2 separate regions of the Mus musculus genome follow, and region 2 is linked to region 1. A link is a contact called in public capture Hi-C data. All regions are on one chromosome and are shown on one strand. The core of a region is the stretch at or near the end of the contact, and the rest is flanking DNA. Distances in the headings are between cores, read along the strand shown. Region 1 holds the start of Pla2g4b (phospholipase A2, group IVB (cytosolic)). Region 2 holds the start of Pla2g4f (phospholipase A2, group IVF).

What was found. Capture Hi-C pulls out chosen DNA fragments and counts their contacts.
Region 2: a contact with region 1 is called in a capture Hi-C map of embryonic stem cells, with 2.9 times the contacts expected there. The contact joins the promoter of Pla2g4f here to the promoter of Pla2g4b in region 1. A contact is called at or near these places in 1 of 39 promoter capture datasets (hippocampal neurons), 1 of 15 datasets of contacts at CTCF or cohesin (the NIH/3T3 cell line), 1 of 484 Hi-C or Micro-C datasets (bone marrow-derived macrophages), 1 of 115 datasets of contacts at active chromatin or transcription factors (embryonic stem cells) and 3 of 9 other capture datasets (adipose tissue, embryonic stem cells and liver).

Annotation. Positions count from the first base shown.
Region 1 is chr2:120,030,282-120,036,572 of GRCm38.p6, forward strand. Pla2g4b (phospholipase A2, group IVB (cytosolic)) reads left to right here and starts at 3,152. Exons shown (of 20, transcript NM_145378.4): 1 at 3,152-3,225; 2 at 4,293-4,389; 3 at 4,639-4,775; 4 at 4,915-5,043; 5 at 5,304-5,344; 6 at 5,524-5,566; 7 at 5,815-5,869; 8 at 6,108-6,238. The coding sequence starts at 3,217. Jmjd7 (jumonji domain containing 7) reads left to right here. Exons shown (of 8, transcript NM_001114637.1): 3 at 8-261; 4 at 535-591; 5 at 1,026-1,121; 6 at 1,294-1,370; 7 at 1,560-1,719; 8 at 1,833-2,323. The coding sequence ends at 1,921. Gm28042 (predicted gene, 28042) reads left to right here. Exons shown (of 27, transcript NR_104353.1): 3 at 8-261; 4 at 535-591; 5 at 1,026-1,121; 6 at 1,221-1,370; 7 at 1,560-1,719; 8 at 1,833-2,184; 9 at 4,293-4,389; 10 at 4,639-4,775; 11 at 4,915-5,043; 12 at 5,304-5,344; 13 at 5,524-5,566; 14 at 5,815-5,869; 15 at 6,108-6,238.
Region 2 is chr2:120,310,460-120,316,750 of GRCm38.p6, forward strand. Pla2g4f (phospholipase A2, group IVF) reads right to left here and starts at 3,706. Exons shown (of 20, transcript NM_001363073.1): 1 at 3,487-3,706; 2 at 2,588-2,660; 3 at 1,848-1,984; 4 at 1,646-1,771; 5 at 1,305-1,345; 6 at 1,020-1,062; 7 at 558-624. The coding sequence starts at 3,597. It overlaps Vps39 (VPS39 HOPS complex subunit), which reads right to left. Exons shown (of 25, transcript NM_178851.4): 25 at 6,002-6,291.

The DNA of each region.
Region 1 (6,291 bases), core at 1,902-4,401:
TCTTCAGAGCCACGGTGGGCTCCACGGAGGTGAGTGTGGCTGTGACTCCAGATGGTTATGCGGACGCGGTGCGAGGGGACCGCTTTGTGATGCCTGCTGAACGCCGCCTGCCCATAAGCCATGTACTGGATGTGTTGGAAGGTCGGGCCCAGCACCCAGGAGTCCTCTATGTGCAGAAACAGTGTTCCAACCTGCCCACTGAGCTGCCCCAGCTTCTGTCTGACATTGAGTCCCATGTGCCCTGGGCCTCTGAGTCACTGGGTGAGTGGTGGGGGTAAGAGGCGGGGTATGGACGTGAAGTGGGGAGATAAGAGTTCAGCTAGCTTGTTGATTCTCTGCCTTTTGTGTTGATTCTGTGGGGGCAGGTGCTACCTATCTGCCCGCTCCAGGGCTGCTGTCTCTGCCATCCTGGGATTGTGTTCCCAGTGTCACCTTCCCCCAGACTCGGCACTCTTCTCTCTCACCCATATTTCTGCATAGCTGCCCCCCACACGGGTGGTTCTCAGCCTGATATTAATTCACTGTGTCCCACAGGGAAGATGCCTGATGCCGTGAACTTCTGGCTGGGTGATGCATCTGCAGTGACATCCTGTAGGTGTGGAGACTCCTCAAGTGGGGAGGGGCAGAGGGAAGAAAGGTGGGCCCCAGAACGAGTACCTCAGATTTCTTTTGGTATTGTGGGACTAGGAGACCACAGAGTTTCTCCTGATGGCAGGAACACTGGGGACAGGGAATACTGTACCTTTTAAGTCTCTAGAAGCCTCTTCAGAAGTCAGGTAGATCTGAGAGCAGGGGTCAGGAGATAACGCCCGCCCATTGGTGATCCAGATGAAGGGGAGTCCACATCCAGTTTTTGGTGGCCAAGTTCTGTGATTCTTGCAAGAACCTTGGAATCTCCACAAGTCTGCTAATCCTGTGTGGGCTTTTCCTTTCTCTGTAGGCTCTGCTAGGGTGTGGGGTGTGGGGCTGAGGACAGTGTGGCCTGCTTCCCTCCACTTAACTCCAGGCCTTCCATGTGTCAACAGTGCACAAGGACCACTATGAGAATCTGTACTGTGTAGTCTCTGGCGAGAAACACTTCTTGTTACATCCACCCAGCGACCGGCCCTTCATCCCTTACAGTAGGTGACATGAACTAAAAGAAGCTAGTAGTCACTGGTGAGGGAAGGGCAGCAAGAGGTCCCTGCCATGGGCCCCAGCCCTCTGGTCTCTGTATGCAGGGAACGCTGTGCTGGTCATGGTGAGAGTGCCTGACAGGCTGTTGGCCCCTTGTCTCCCTGACCTTGCCTTCAGATCTCTACACACCAGCAACCTACCAGCTGACTGAAGAGGGCACTTTTAGGGTGGTGGACGAGGAAGCCATGGAGAAGGTGTCTGTCCTGTTCTTGGGCTCTGGGGAGTGGGTAGACCTCTGGGGAATAGGCACAAAGGGCCTGGGGAGGTGGCATCCCACTCTGAAAATCCCTAGGCTGTGATTCTTCAAGCCGAGAGGAGAGGGGACAGAGCTGGAGATCTTGGGGACCTCAGGGCCTGCTCTCAGGCAGCCGCTGTGTCTCTAGGTACCCTGGATCCCACTGGACCCCTTGGCTCCAGACCTGACCCAGTACCCCAGTTACAGCCAGGCACAGGCCCTTCACTGCACAGTGCGGGCCGGCGAGATGCTGTACCTGCCAGCTCTGTGGTTCCACCATGTCCAGCAGTCCCACGGCTGTATTGCTGGTAAGTAGCACCTGGAGCATCCAGGGGGTCAGGCCTTGTCATGGCCCAACAAGGGATCGGGTTGGGGTGGCTCTGGCTTAAATCTCACATCCGGGTCCCCCTCCTCTCCACAGTGAATTTCTGGTATGACATGGAGTATGACCTCAAGTACAGTTACTTTCAACTGATGGACACCCTCACCAGGGCCACAGGCCTTGACTGAAGAGACCCTCAGACACTGCAAAGGACAGCGGGGATCGACGGGGTCATTTGATTCTGGAGGCAGCCTAGAGTTCGAATATGTCCTGGCTGCTGCCCAGGTTCCCGCCTGTGTTGGGATCAGGCATTGCAGGAACTTGGAATTTAGTTGGAGGTCCAAGAAATGCCAGACAGGTCTGGGTGAACGTGCCCAGGAAATTGCCACACAGGTGACAAGGAAGCACGGATCAGGTACAGCAGTGCCTCTCACCAGTGCTATGACCTTGGGTGAGTCACTGCATGTTAGCATCAGTCCCTTGTCTGTAAAGTGGAGATAATAATGGCTCTGGCTCCCAGAGCTTTGGGAATAGGCATGGGCCAATGTAGAGGAAGCGGTCAATAAAAGGTGACACTTGATACACTTGTTCTCATGTTCCCCGTCACAGTTGCCTTTGGTGGCCTGCTGAGGGCTTGAAGGTTCAGGATGACCCTAACTGGGAGGCCTAAGCCAGATCCACATCTGGGGCTTTTCTTCCCCCTGATCCAGGGAAGCTGGGTGTGGAGCGCCGAGGGTGACCCCTGTTCTATAAATGTAAACAGGAAGGGACAGGAACTGTGTTCCTCCTGAGCTGTTCTCTGAGGAAAGAGTTGATCTCCACCCCTAGACTCCTTTGTCACCCTGCTGAAGAGCAGGGAGAGCCCCTACCCCTGCATGCCAACCCATAGGTCTCATCCCTAGCCGCCCAGCTCCAGGTGGAGGCAGCCTAGCGTGGCTTTGAAGGGCTGTTTTATGTGAAGACCACACCCCTTCAAAATTGTGATGGGGCCTGAGGTACTCTTCTGAGATTGCCCAGGGCTCCCGTTCAGACTGGGTATTCCTGTCGTACTGGCACTGGGAAGGAGATTGCGAAAGGACCCACCGACAACGTGATCCTTAGCCCCCAGCGTTCACTGCTATTTTAGGGGACCACTGTCTGCTGTCCTGTTCAACCTCTAACAGCAAGAGGAGAACCCCCTCCTCTCAGTTAGGGCTGGTTGGCTAGCCTAGCTATCAGCAACTGCAGAGAATGGACTTCAGGGAGCCTGTGGCCAACTCCAGGAGGTATCACTGACTCCAGCATTAGCTTAAGGTGTCTCACTTCCTGGGCAGGTGGCTGGGTCAGCAGTGGGCGTGGGGCTTGGGTGGAGCAGAAGAGTCTGTGGGAGGGATCCAAGAGGAATGTGTGGCCAGTTGGCTTACCTTGGCTCTGGGTTTAAAGCTGACAGTTGTTGGTTCTGTGGCCACTACGCCATCATTCCTGTTCCTGTGGACTTGGTCTCATGGCTCTGGTAAGGCTCCATAGAGCACTGGGCTCCCATTTCTGACTTGGCTCCCCATCCAGGGCCTGGTGGCTACTGTTTCTAAAGGGAGCTGTGGACTTCTCTTAGCAAAGGGAGGGATACGTCCCAGCTTCAGGACCAGGCAATAGAAGCCAGAACTGAGATGAAGGTCTGTCCTGGGAATAGGTTCCAGGCAGAATTCCGTAGATTTGAACCCTTAGAACTCTGAGGATCTTACCTGCTGTTCTGGGAGCCCTAGAAAGCTGCTCCATGCTTCTGACTTGGATGCTTGGTATGTGGGGAGCCCCAGGGGTGCCTCAGAGATGAACTTCCTCACCTCTGCCCCTGACTATGTGGAGCTCCCTGTACCTGACCACTGGCACCTCTCCAGAGATCTGGCTGAAGACCAAAAGGAAGGGCCAGGTGGCACAGGCGTCCTCCACCCTGGCACACTGCCAAGTGTCCATAGCTCCAGAAGCAGAGGGAGTTGGGAGGAGCTCTCGAGACCCCCATCGGGTCTGGAGGATGCCAGTGTGTGGGCGATCTGGACTGGTAGCTGCCGTCCCAACCCTGCAGCATACATTTCCAGGATGGGGTAGATGGCATGGGTTTCAGCTCACTCACAGTGCCTAAGCCCCAATGTATTCATTCCTGTCCCTTGAAGGCTAATCTGACATCTCAGATCAGCCCTAAAGCCTCTTAGTAGGAGTGGGGTGGGATGGTGAGGCAGGGGGATAAAAAGACAAAGGATACCATACCCAGAAATGGTGGGTGACACTAACTAGCTTGCCTGTGTTCTGAGCCAAACAGAACCTAGGAGAGTGGCCTCAGTTTCCTCCCAGGGCTGGCCATTGTCATAGCTCCCTTCATAGGATATGTGACAAATAAGTAAATGTATGGAGCTGGCACGGTGTTATATAATTATGGGAAGGTGTCATGTAGATGTATCTTGTGTCACTCTGGCATTCTGATGGCTACAGGTGGACCTGGTCCTTTTGGTAGAGAATTAAGCCTTAAGAGTTTGTCCCTGTCCCCTCTCCTGTGGCCCTGTCATATTTGACCCCGTCTACCTATAGCAAACCTGCCCAGTCTACATGCAGGCAAAGGTGCCAGAGACATGCCTGCTCACTGTACGCGTCCTCCGGGCCAGTGGCTTGCCTTCCAAGGACCTAGGTAAGCACACTGCTTTCCTGTCCCTTAGCTAAGCAGGCAGTAGGTGGGCTGCTTCAGAGTAGTTAAGTACCAGTGGGAGGGTCTCCAGGGAAGGCCGGGCTGGTCTTGCAGATGGCTGCCGGAGGGACAATCCCAAAAGTGGCAGAGGGCTCAGTCCTATGGACATGAAGTGTCTGGGAGAAGGAAGTGGACTCTGGCAGCCTGGGAAATTTCTTGATCATACCCGACACATGTTCCTCCTTCCTGCAGTAACCTCCTCTGACTGCTATGTGACTCTGAACCTGCCCACGGCTTCCAGCCACACGCTCCAGACACGCACAGTCAAGAACAGCCGAAACCCTGTCTGGAATCAGAACTTCCACTTCCGGATCCATAGGCAGCTCAAGGTAGACCAGGCATCAAGTCTGGCCCTGTCCTTGTCCCTGTGCTCCATCGTCACACGTGTCTCCTAGTCTGCCATTCCCTTCCCCGTTCACCTCTCACCCATCTCATTCCTGTAGCTGCTTCTCTTTGTGCCTCTTCCAGAATGTTATGGAACTGAAAGTCTTTGACCATGACCTGGTGACCAGAGATGACCCAGTATTGTCAGTGCTGTTTGACGTGGGGACCCTGCAAATTGGGACTCAGCGCCAGAGCTTCTCCTTGGGTACTCAGGTAAAGCTCGGGAAAGTAGGGGTCCCCAGTGCTGGGGCTGGAGCTTCGGAGCCTCCCCTGCTCCAGGGAGGCCCAGGAATCTCAAGTGACTTCACCAAGGAGCAGTCCTGTCTCTGACTGCTTTCTCACGTGGTCAGAAGTCCAGGGAGTGTAGACAGAGTGACCTGGAAAGAGACAGTTGCGCTTCCCCACTACGAAGGCCTCGGCAGCCTCCCCGCCCATCTGGTTTGCCAGTCCCTCTGATTTGCTTCTCTTCCCAGGAGAAAGGGTGCTTAGAAGTTGAGTTTCGGCTACAGACTCTGTAAGTTGGTCTTGGAGCAGGGGTGGGGGTGGGGGTGGGGATGGGGGTAGGGTTGGTGAGTGGCAGTGGAAAGCCCCCTTCTTTGGAGGGACAGTGCCAGCTCACCAAGGCTAGCACCTCTCCCTGGTAGAGGAGGAGTGCCTGGCCTCTTGCAGAGAGTCACTGGGGCCTCTTTCCAGGACAGACTGTGAGGAACAGCTCATCAGCAATGGCATCGTGGTGGTGAGTGAGGAACCCAGACTCCCCTTAGTAGCTCATCCCTCGTGCTGTCTGCTGCTCTCCAAGGCCTGATGCAGGTCCACACAGTCTGTGTCATGTAGGCCGAGTTGGGGACCTTGGCATGCATGTTCCCAAGAGAGTACATCTCAAGTCAATGCTTAGTGACTCAGGGTGATGAAAGAATATTCTGGGAACAGGGACCAGAAGCCCACAATGTACAGCTTGTGCCTAAGGGGGTCTCTTGTCTGTAGGCCCGGGAACTCTCCTGCTTGCACGTTGAACTGAAGAGGACAGGAGATCCAAAGAGTGAGTTCTGTCCTCTGTAGGCAGCCCTTCTGCCCTTCTTCTCCTCTTCTGAGGGGGTAAACTTGTTATACTGGCTGCTTTAGGTCCCAAGGTTGGGAGGTAAGCCCATGCCGGGCCTCCCCTGGGCTCCATCTCTCCGGAGATCTGGACCATGTCAGAGACGATTTCCCTGCAGACTTGATAAGGCATTCCGTGGACAGATCCCGTCCTGAGTTTTGGTTCTGGTTCCTGTTTTTAGGGTCAGAGCGCAAAGTTCAACTTGTGGTTGCTGGGGCCTGTGAGGGCCCACAGGATGCCTCTGCGGGCACTGGATCTTTCCACTTCCATTATCCAGCCTGCTGGGAGCAAGAGCTGAATGTTCATCTGCAGGTGCTTTGACTTGCTCCCAGGACCCTAGGGCCACAGCCTCTCTTGTCTCAGCC
Region 2 (6,291 bases), core at 2,456-4,955, 280 kb after region 1:
TTAGGACTCCCTTCTCCCAACTTCTCAGGTCTTCTACAATAACACAAAGACTTTGGTTCCTCCACTAAGGAAGTAGACTATGCCACCTGCATTCCAGCTTCATATTTAACCACATGACTTGTCTGGACCAGTAACATGTTAGTGGCTAGGATGTGAGTAAAGGCTTAAAAAGCATTTGCTCAATTGAGTTTGCTCTCTTGCACCTCCACAGAAAACTTTTTTTTTTTTTGCGGGGTGGGGGTGCAGTGTGTGTGTTGAGATAGGGTTTCTCTGTATAGCCCTGGCTGTCCTGGAACTCACTCTGTAGACTAGGCTTCATCAAACTCAGAAATCCTCCTGCCTCTGACTCTCAAGTGCTAGAATTAAAGGCGTGTGCCACCACTGCCCGGCCTCCGCTGAGATCTTAAGAGTATGTCCAGGCTGGTCATAGAGGTGGTCACTCTCAGCTGAGTCCTTGTTGTCCTCTCCCTACTTTAAGCTGTGAAAATGTTAAGAGCCACCTCTTTCCCATCAGATGCAGGGAGAAGGCAAGTTCTAAGGCTGAGGACAAGACTCACCCAACTCTCCAAGGGAGGCTGTCTTGTCTCCAGTGACTGTGCCCTGAATTCTCAGACAGGGGTGAGCCTGGAGAAAGCAGGTACTTTAGGAGTCAGAGAGCTCACAGGGTCCGACCAGGATGGAGGGAGGTAGGAATATCCAGGGCCAGGGCCATAGCAGCTCTTGGTCCTTATTGGCAGGGATCTTTTGTGACAACCCCCAAGGTAGTGAGTGCTATGTTCTTCCCCAGGACTCATAAGAAGTGGGCCTTGGTGAAAAGGGGGCCCTCAAAGGCTCCCTCAGCAGCCAGAGTCTCAGGGGAGCAATGGCTATATGATGCCCATACAGGGTAGAGGCAGCTTCCTGTTCTTCACTCCCCTGGTGCATCTGCCTTCTAAGGAAGGACTTCCAGAGACACGTGGGCACCATGGATTCCCTGCTCCCCAGTCCCACACAGTCCCATACCCATCTTTCCTCCTCACCACCAGGACACCATTGGTGACAACTTCAGATGCAGGCGTCTGACTGTAAAAGACGGAGGGATCGTGATGGGCTATCACACCCTTTACTACGGCTAGTAAAACAATATGGCCCAGAGCAGCCTGGGAAGCACAATCGGGTTGCAATAGGGAGGTTTGTCACCCAACATGCAAATAGGTGTCAAAACCAGGCTGTCCTCTCGGGAGCCAGGCCTCTAAGGCAAGCGAGAGACTTGAGGGTTGGCATTTGGAGTAAAATGGATAGACACCAGGTCTAAGTAGACTCACCTCTTTTCCAGAGTAAATTCTACTTCCAGCTCTTTTGGATCCTACACAGGGGTGATGAAGGCATCAGTTTTCAAGAAATTTCAAAAATCTCAGGAGTTGCCCCTGCCTCCCACCTCTGCTCAGCTCTAGGACCTAGGAGATTAGTCTGGAGTAGCATCTCATAGGCTTAGGGGGCAGTAGCATTTCCATGTAGAGCATCAGTCATGCAGAAATACGTGCCAGGTACTGTTCCAGACTCAGCAGTGACTAAGGTCAAACCAAGATGGCTTCCTGTCAGCGGCCCAGGGGACAGGGGATCCTCTGCTGGAGATTTACTTACTGTTAGTCCCGGCAGACCTCACCTGCTGCCTGGTGAAGTTTTTTGTGCAAGGCTGGCCTAGCTGAAGAGTACTCGTGTCAAACAGAATGGAGAAGACATTGTCACTGTCCAGGACATCCTCGTCATAAAGGGCAAGCTCCAGGACGTTCTGGGGATAGGACTGAAGGGTCAGCATTGTGGAGGACGTCATTGGCTGCCATGCCCAGCCCCTTACTGGCCCACACCTTCACAGCGCCGTGGATCTGATAGGGAAAGGTCTCATTCCATTCTGGATCACTGCTGTTAACCACTGTCCTTGTCTGACTGGGGCTAACAGAAGCCGTGGGCAGCCACAGTCGAACATAGCAGTCGGCTTTGGACACTGCAGGTAAGCGGGGGAGGAGACTTGGCATCAAACTCTGATTGTTGAAAAGGTTTCCTGGAGGCTGGACTCAGAAAGGAAGGAGCAAGGGGAGAGGAGGCTGTCTGCCTGTGGTGTTCCAGGCTCTACCTTAGCCAGGTAACCTCCCACTCAACTGACAGAAATCCCCACAGCAGCCACAGTTCAAAGGATCATGTGGTAGCACAAACCATTGAGTAACTCCTTGAAATGGCCTGATTCAGGCAATAGAACTCTGTACCATGTGTGGGTACTGCCAAAGCTCCTGGAAAGCAGGCATTGATGTGTGGCAACGGGGCCTAACACACCCTCAGAAAGCCTCCTAGAGTCAGGAGGAGGCTGAAGTCTGCCCAACTCACCCCTCCAGTGTGCCTGCATGCCTCTATACCCCACACCACACCAAGGTACCCTCCCTCCAATGATTAACACCACCCTACCACCCTACTCCAAGAGAGCACACACACACACACACACACACACACACACACACACACACACACACACACACAGACACAGAGAGAGAGAGAGAGAGAGAGAGAGAGAGAGAGAGAGAGAGAGAGAGAGAGCAAAGCAAGGATTACTCACACTTATCTGTGTGCTGGATGTTTCTGGCCCTCAGCACCTTCACTTGAAGGTCGTAGTATGGGTGGGTTTCCTGCTGAAACAACAGAACCCTAGGAACTCAGTTCCAGGAAGCTAGGGTTGGCCTGATCTCCTCTCTCAAGTGTTTTCTGGCTTGAGTTTCTACTCTGTCTTACCATAGAACTTGCCTGGCCCAGGTCACTAATGCTCCTATGCCAGGAGCTCTGGGAAGCTTTTGCAAGGCGCAGGGTGCTGGGTGGTCAGGATTGGTGAGGGGCCTGGAATCTGGGGACCAGCTCAACTCTTAGTGTTCCCATGAGCAGCTAAGCTAGGTACGCTTTATAATGGTCAGCCTGCAGCTGCCCTCTAGACGTGACCTGGGCACTAGGATAATGTATTTAAGAAGGTCAAACACTAAAAGAGAAAGCCAGAACCCACTGCACCCACCAGCTTCCATGCAGGGGCTGAAAGACCAACCAGAGGCAGGAATGGGCAAGGGGAGGGGAAGCCAAGTCTCCTAGCTTGTTCTGGTCTGATAAGTCACTAGATTGAAGACTGAGCTCAAAACAAAACAAAACAAAAATGATGATGCCAGATTGCAGCCTTCTGGGTGTTAATCTACCCCCTGAAAACCCAACAAACCCTTCTCCCTTCTCTCCACAATGGTTATACAGCTAGACTAGTGCATTCCTGGCAAACCAACCACAGGCAATGGTCTCAGGCCGCCATCATTTCTTTTTGGAGGCCTTGGCCTGTCTCTCTAGTTTGAGCTTTTCCAGGTTGTCTGTGGTATGTTCCACCCTAAATCAAACCCCAGTGCAATGGCTGGCTTAGTCCCCACGGGGTGCCAGCCATCTCCCAGGACTCCAGCCAGCTTTTCCCAAGTGAGATCAGTACATTACCCGCCTATGCTTCCATTGTGGTTCGCTCTTTTCTGTCTTCCGTAGCAGTATGGCTCCAAGAAGGGGAAGTCCCTTGCCTGCCAGCCACTTTGGCTGGAGAGTCCAGGGCATGGCCAGCAGTAGCAGCTCAGGTCCCAGTAGGGAGCTTGCCTGTTTCCCAGAGCCACCCTTTCTCTGGCTATATTCACTGTCGCTCAGGTCTGACAAGTAGCACAGGAGTGGGAAGGGTGGAGCCACTGCTAGGCTGAGGCACCGGGGCTGGAGGAGGGGTTTGAAGTGCTCCAGGAGGGGTTTGAAGTGCTCCAGGAAATGAGTGGAGCCTGCTTTCCCTAGGCAATAGGCAAGTTGCTCCCTTTCCAAGAGACTCTTGGGGTCCTGCTTAGCTCTCTGGTCTCCAACTCAGGCCCTGCTTAGCTGAACTAGTTGTGAAAAACAGACACCACTCCCATCCCTTGCCATGTATGGGTAGGGCAAGAGCCCAGATATTCTTGTTTCCAACTAGTCTGCCATTAGCAGAAGTCAGGAGGTACTATAATCAGGGCTAACCTCATCTAGCTGCCAGAAAGCCCCACACCATCTCTCCTTCAAGTCCCACTTTCTCCACAGCTCTTAAGCAGAAACAGAAATCTCTGGCTCGGGTTTTTATGGGGAATCACTGACATTTATTGTCTCTTTTGGCCTCCCTCAGTTATTTCCTTAACACAAAGGTCATGGTATGTCTGTACCAAAGCCACCCACACCCTGAAAAGATTCATTTCATGACTCCTTTCCTGGGTTGGTAGAAGTGCCTGGTGCTTCAGGCATAGAGGCGGGGGCATGGCCAGGTATTGTAAATAAGGACAGAAGAGAGGCAGGCCTCTCTATCCTTAAACTGCCAGAGATAAAGGCTTTAAAGTGTCCATGACCATTTTGAGGCTCCGGCTGCAACCGCATGTCATGTCCTTTCCTGTGGACCACAGTCATCTAGGTGGCGAGGCAGGGACAGTGGCTAGCAAAAGTTCCTAGGAGACTCTTTTCATCTCTTTAACCATAACCCTTTCATATAGCTAAGGGTAGTGGTACACAGAACCCCAGGACAGGCAGGAGGCTCACTTGAACTCAGCATCGTGAGACCAGTTTAAGGTACCAGATAAGACCCCCATCTCGACCAGGTAATCTCTACTGCCTTCCCTCCCTCACACATCCACAGCTGGAGGCTGCAATGACATCCACAAAGGTGAATTAACTCCCAAACGAACAGGCCATGCTCAGACCAGAAATTCCAGAACCAGAGGTGACGTAACTGTGGTGACCTGCTTCACCTCAGATAGATTGTAAAAGAGATCTGACTCAGAGATGGCTAAGCCCAGCCCCCTTGCTGAACATGGATAGTTCAGCACCTGGATCCCAGGCTGAAGCTGGGGCTTTGGGTAAGGAGGGGCAGAGTTCTAGCTGGCTGAGTGCTTTTGGGCTTAAACCATATTCTCTGCTCGGAAGCCATCTCCCCATGCCTCAACAGACATGCCTCAACTCAAGTTCTGGATGCTTTTCACTGGCAGAAGATCTTCAGGACAGCCACAGACAGACAGCTAGGGTATCACAGAGGGACCAAACTGGCATTTTAGAACCAGGAAAAGTGAGCCAACTTTACTTTTCAAACAGAGTCCCTCCCTCTTACCAATTCCACATCTTCACAGGAGTCTTCTGGCCATAGTGAGCTTCAGGAGGCACAAAGCAATGGTGTATTAGATTCTGGGATTCCCAGAGCGATGATGGAAATATTCTGTGCTTGTGAGATCAGCCACACATCCACAGCCACAGATGCTGTGCTGGCCACAGATGGAGGCTTTTGTGAGAGGAGTGTTACTCTTTTTTAACTTTCTGATTCTTTGTGAATTTCACATGTACTCCAATCCCATTCAACTCCCCAACTCTTCACATCCACCCTCTGCCCCCGCAACCTCCCCCTCAAAGGAAAACAAACAAACAAACAAACAAACAAACAAAATACTGTTGTGGAAGTAGTAGTGCATCAGTGTGTCCCACAGTACACCCCTTTGTCCACACGTCTTTACTTGGAAATGTTCATTACAACGAGTCACTGGTCTGGATCTGCTACACTATCAATACTGGATTCTCAGTGGGACGCATCTTGGATATTCTCTTGTTGCCCTGGGTCATGCAGCTTTGGATCTGCAGGACTGGCCCTTTTATGTGCTCCAGCAGTTAACAGATGGGGTAGATGTTGGGCTGGGCCAACTCAAAGCCCTGGATCTGAGCCTGGGTGGTAGCCGAGTTGGTCAGCCCACCAGCTCTCCTGCACCCACACCACCAGTGTGAGTTCTCTAGCACTGCTCTGGCTAGCTGCAGCAGGCAAGGAGCTGGGCCAGCCCCCCGACTCTCTTGAGAGGAGTGTTATTTTTACTGTTTTTCATAGTTACTAGCTGTCTTATCTTATTCTTCTCTCTTAGCTAAGCTACTATCCCCTTACATTTCCTTTAGTCTTCAGAAAGGGAAGAGGGAGGCTCAAGGAAACTTGGTTTTTCACTTATGTTTATTGAGAAGCAGCCTCCATCATCCTTAGGCTGGAGCTACCCTGTTCCCTCTATGAAGGGCAGGATCCTGGGAAGAAAGGATGGAGTTTAGGGAAACAGAATTAAGTATGCACACCACCCAGGAGAAAATACAGGCTTTATTCTACTGCTTCAAACACAGTTCATAAGAAGGGATGCTACAAGCCTACCAGGTAAAAGGGCAGGACTCACATGATGGCACAAGTTCTGGTCCTGTCCTATGGGGAGTGGCCTGGCATCCCAGTGCCACTCC